Linked DNA regions of Rattus norvegicus: region 1 is linked to region 2. The links are chromatin contacts, called in public Hi-C maps. All regions are on one chromosome and are shown on one strand. The core of a region is the stretch at or near the end of the contact, and the rest is flanking DNA. Distances in the headings are between cores, read along the strand shown. Region 1 overlaps Zfp609 (zinc finger protein 609). Region 2 has its middle 5.1 kb from the start of Oaz2.

Region 1 (2,700 bases), core at 198-2,697, 110 kb before region 2:
TTCACTGCTGAGATTGTAAGTGTCTTACTTAAGGGGGAATGATTAGAATTCAGTCATTTACAAATACCTAAGTGTACTATGAAGTCATTTTAAAGTATTGTGGAATGATATTTTTGGCAAGATTAACATCCTTGTACAATGAAATTTCAAAAACAGCTTTTAGCATGAGTATGTATGTTATTTTTACTCTTAGAAGTTAAACTAATTCTATTCTCTTGATGCATTTTTTAAAAGATTTTTGTGGTGTTTCAAGTGGATCATACATACCACTGAAAATTGGCAGTTATGTGGCTGGGGAAATTATCACACAAAGTGACTCCACGTTTGTACACACCACGTTAGCGCAGATCGGTTCCACCTCTCTGCAGACTCCTACACAGCTGGTGGAATGTCTGTTTCAGACAAAGCTGCCATAAGGCATTTCTCGGTTTGATTATACATATGTGCTTGGGTTGAGAACGTAGGGATTTGAAAGCAGTCTCAGAAAGAGGCTGACACTTTTCCCCCTCTAGTATCTCTTGTTCTTTCCCATCTCCTACAAATGCCAGGTGGAAAGTCAGACTGTGATATACTCGGTGTGGAGTTGGCCTTCAGAGTTACTCAGGGTAACGACAAGCTGAAGTTTACCGCACTGACTCCATAAATATGACACACAACCAGTTCTTTCTCTAGCATTAAGACAACAATTATTTTCAGTTTCAGTGCCGTAGAAAGCTGGCTTTGCGTTTGAGAACAGCGTTGATGGATAATATGTATTCATAAAGTCTAAGCTTTACCCTAAGACAAACAAAATACTTGTGTAATAAGAGGTGCATAGTGGGGTTGGGATGACAGCTCAGTCAGAAAGCACAGGTAAGCACAGCGACTATCTCTAGCATCCATGCAGAAAACCGGACTGCTTCTCCTAATGCTGAAGAAGCCAGAGAAAGGTGGATCCTTGGATCCTTAGGGTTGGCTGGCCAGCTAGCCTAGTTGGCGGCAAGCCCAGGTCCTAATAAAAGACTTCTCTCAAAAAACAAAAACAAAAACAAAACAAAACAAAAAACAGACGAACAAAAACCACCAAGGACCTCTGTCCTCTCTGTACATGTACGCATAAATATACTCACAAACCACAAACACACATTTAAAAGGAAAAGCAAAGAGGAATGGGAACCTGGTTAGGTTAACAGAGGGTCAGATCGGTCATCTAGGGCTCAGTCCAGGGTGTACACTTAATGGCTAGATAAGGCCCTCCCTGTTGGGGTTACTCATTCTCTTGCAATTGAGGATGGCCTCAGTTTTCCTGAGTTTTCTGTGACAGAGTCCCAGTTATCCCAGGTAGGCCTTGACATCCTCCCTTTTCCGCTTTCCAGCTGCTCAGATTAAGTGCTGTGTAATGTAGCATTGCCACGGGGAAAGACCAGCAGAGTTTACATCTGCTGGGGAATCAATCTGGCTAGACCAAAGCACAAAGTTTTTCCCAGAACAGCAAATTCCAAGCGTGTCCCATGTACATGCTAGTCCCACGTAGTTGCTCCTTAGCTTTTGTAAAACGAAGCTACTTTCCCTTTGTGTGTGTGTGTGTGGGAGGAGGTAATGCGTATTGATCTTAGGACCTTCACATTCCACCCAAGACTCTGCCACTGAGGTGTATCCCCCAGACCTTGGAGAAGTTTTTTGGTTTAGTTTTTCCCCTTTTCTATTTCTTTCTCTCCCCACTCCCCCAACCCCCAATGGATAAAGTAGGGTGGTTTGGAAGAATTGTGATACCAAACAGCTAAAGAATCACAAACGGGTGGTGACTGTGAAACAGTGATGACGTACTGTACAAATTATTCCCAACAGCATTGCTACATAGGGACCTTTAGACTCATGGTTCGCCTTCCTCGTCTTCTAGAGTGCCAGGATTGCAGATGTTTACCACCATACACATCAGTACTGCCTCCACAGGTCAGTGTTCAGAGCATTGCCATCGTGAAATATAAAACCCGAGTGAGCCGGAGACATGACTAAGCAGTTAAGAGTGCTTGCTGCTCTTAGAGAAGCCCCATGTCAAGGGCTCAGAGCCACCTGGAGCTCCAGTAAATGAGATGCAGTGCCCTTTCTAGCCTCCACACAGACACTGTATAGACATGGTGCAGGTATAGAAAAACAGGCAACATGTATAAACATAAATAAAAGAAAATTTAAAATGTTAATATCTTTAAAACTATTTATCTGCTGGACATAGTGTTGCACACCTTTAATCCCAACACTTAGGGAGACAGGCAGGAAGGTCACTGTAAGTTTGAGGCCGGCCTGGTTTACAGTGTAAAAAGAATTATGTGTTCTAGATAACCCATATAGAAGACACAAATCCTGGTGTTTTGTTGATAAGCGGTAAGCCTAGATTGGGCAGGTTTTGTCGTAAGTCCCTTGTCCCTTGCTGTTTCGTTCTTGACCAGGCTGTCCTCAGGGCCCATTTCTCCGGGCCACGTGCTCATGATCCAGCTGGCTTCCTGGCAAGCTCCTCCTTTCTCCATGCCCTTCTCCCTCCCCTCTCGATTCTCCTCAGATCCCTCACTCGATCTCCTCAAGTCACACCTTTCTCTCCCTACTGCCCAATCACATGCTCTAACCTTTACTAACCTATTAAAACTTTAAATTGAGGTACACATGATGTATGTCACTTGATGTACATGAAGAGCTCCTCTTTGTGGAACACCAGATCTTGGGGGC
Region 2 (2,700 bases), core at 79-2,578:
GTACTGGAGATCAAACCCAGGGCTTCATGCATGTTAGGCTGTTTGCAGTCTAACAATAGAGTTACACACACCCAGCCCTAAAATCCATCTTTTTTTATTTTCTTCTAATATTTGTTTGTCTTGGTTTTTTGAGATAGTGTTTTTCTGTGTAATAGCCCTGGCTATCCTGAACTTGCTTTGTACACCAGGCCATCCTTTAACTCACCTAAATCCACCTGTCTCTGCCTCCTGAGTGCTGGGATTAAAAAGTGTGTGCCAATCCAGCAGGGTAAACTTTGAGGCTGGCTTTGAATCTATTAAGCAGCCATCAATGACCTTGATCAACCTGCCCCCACCTCTCAAGTGTGAGATGACGGGCGCACACCTTCACAGAAGCTATTTAATTTTCCAATGGGTTCTCACTCTGTAATCCAGGCTGGCCTAGACCCCTTGGGATCTATTTATTAATCCTCCTGCCTCAAACCAAGTACCACAATGAGAGGTGTGTGCCACACCAGTCATAAACCAGGCATTTCGAGGTTAGGGAACTGAACACTGAACCTGGGACTGACTGGGAGTCAGGGACGAGAGCAGAACGCTATTTTAGACCAAGTGGTGGTTCCCACCATCCTCCAGCACAAAGAGGCTGGAAGTGATGAGTTTACTGCCATGTGTCCCCGAGGGAGCACTTCCACTATCCCAGTGGGAGGACTTGCCAGGTCTAGAAGGGCATCCGACCTTGATATGGTGAGAAAGAGGGAAGGAAGACACTGTGGGCTACCACACCCCAGGGAAAAGACCAACGGAAGGAAGAGGAGGACTTGCTCCCCAGGGGAGGTCTCCTAGCAGAAATGAGGCCTGAACTGTGAGAACGCCCAGGAGCAGCAGGGCAGCCAGAGGTCAGAGTCCACGGCCTGCTGAAGACCTGGCCTGGCCTTGGGCTCTAGGCACTGTGCCCACTCTCTGATCTGCCACATTGTTCAGCAATTTCCTCCTCTGAAAGTAGAGGGGGGAGTCCTGGGGGGGGGGCAGGGCTCCTAAGGCCAAGAATGGCCAACAGTACATTGAGCAGGGTGGGGTGGGCCTCCACAGGGAAGGGGCCTCAGCTCATTCCCATGACTGGCTGCCCTTCCGGCTGCTTGGGACTGTGGGACTTCATGGGAAAAGTCTTGGGAGTGCTAGTACAGTAACTATGAGAGTGTGTGTGTGTGTGTGTGTGTGTGTGTGTGTGTGTGTGTGTGTGTTTATGCAAGACACATTTTCCACTTTAGGCATAGGACTCTGCCCTTTGAGAACTAGTTACCAGGGTATGTTTGTTCCCACTGGACTCTGTCCAGAGAGAAGCATAGAAACCAGCCCTAAAGCCTGAAATTACCCTGGAGGCCACTGGACCAACTCCCTGGGGCTCTCCTCACTCCTGGCAATACTGATCACCTGACCTTTCTGGACTAACAGGGATCCTTCTAGAACTTCCTAGCTTCCCAGCAGAACTCTTATTACTGGGTGGATGTAAAAAAGCAGGTGGAAACCCATGAGAGTCAGAAGCCAGTCAGCCAGCCATTTCCACAGCATCAATGAGACAGTCCAGAACCCTTTGGAACCACTGAGATAGCAGAACCAAGCCCATGGCCATGGATGGACAGAAGCCCAATGCTCTGCCTTCAGGCAAAAGGCTCTAAGAGTACCACAGGCCAAAGGTGGCTCCAGCCCCAGCTTTTCTAACCAGCACAAAAATTAAGAACTTTGTGAGTCAAACAGATTTCAAACAGTGATCTATAATCTAATGAAAATCAATAGAGCTGGATGGTGGTGATTCACGCCTTTACCTCCAGCACTAGGGAGCCAGCCTGGTCTACATATTGAGTCCCAAGTCAGCCAAAACTACATTGTAAGACCCTGACTTTGAAATCGGAACACTGAAAATAAGGCCAGCATTGAGCACATTCCCCTTAGACCTGGCACTTGTAGTCCCAGCACTCAGAAGTGCTGTGTGGCCGGGTGTTGGTGGCAACGAACCCCTTTCAGCCCAACACTCGATAGGCAGAGGCAGCAGGGTCTCTTTGACTGCAGGGCCAGCCTGGTCTACAGAGAGAGTTCCAGCACAGCCAGGGCCACACAGAGAAACCCTGACTCAATAAACAAACAACAGACCCTGTTTGAGAAAACCACACTAGAGGCGAGGTCGTGGTTTAGTTGATAAAGCATTTGCCTAACACTCGTGCAGCCTTGCGCTTGACCTTTAGCACCAGTGCTGCTGGAATTCCTTCCTGTGGAAGACAAGCAACAGTCACCCTCCTCCTAAGGTCCCAGGGACAAACGGCTGCACCATTCCACCAAACATCCCTCTGGGAAGCTGTAGCACTTACTGGACTTCCTCACTGAACACAGCTGAGGAAATGACATACAGGGGTGTGCGTACTCCTCCAGGTAAAGGCCATAAGTCTTCAACAAGAAGGGGTGAGGGCTTCTAGAGTCTTCCCCAGTCTGTGGTTCTCGACCTTCCTAATGTTGCAACCCTTTAACACAGCTCCTCATGTTGTGGTGAGCGTCAGCCATTACCATTAAATTATCTCTCGGCTACTTCATAGCTGTAATTTTACTACTGTTATGAATTGTAAGGTAAATATCTGCTATGCTGGCCATCTGATAGGGATCCCCAAAGCAGTTGAGACCCACAGATTGAGAACTGCTGCTCTAGCTTCTCCCTGAGGTCACAGTTAA

The links. Hi-C and Micro-C count contacts between places; a contact is called where the count stands out from the background.
Region 1: a Hi-C map of liver shows a contact between it and region 2, with 2.0 times the contacts expected there. The contact joins two enhancer-like sites. A contact is called at or near these places in 2 of 12 Hi-C or Micro-C datasets (kidney and liver).

Annotation. Positions count from the first base shown.
Region 1 is chr8:75,197,413-75,200,112 of GRCr8, reverse strand. The region is part of intron 1 of Zfp609 (zinc finger protein 609); the gene reads left to right. Among named protein-coding and RNA genes, the nearest start is that of Zfp609, 14 kb to the left of the region's middle. Within about 2 kb of position 1,447, at least 6 of the 93 cell types and tissues checked have an H3K27ac peak or open chromatin away from gene starts, as enhancers often do. A contact at or near this core is called in liver, where this site is marked.
Region 2 is chr8:75,088,364-75,091,063 of GRCr8, reverse strand. No RefSeq gene overlaps it. Among named protein-coding and RNA genes, the nearest start is that of Oaz2, 5.1 kb to the left of the region's middle. Within about 2 kb of position 1,328, at least 19 of the 93 cell types and tissues checked have an H3K27ac peak or open chromatin away from gene starts, as enhancers often do. A contact at or near this core is called in liver, where this site is marked.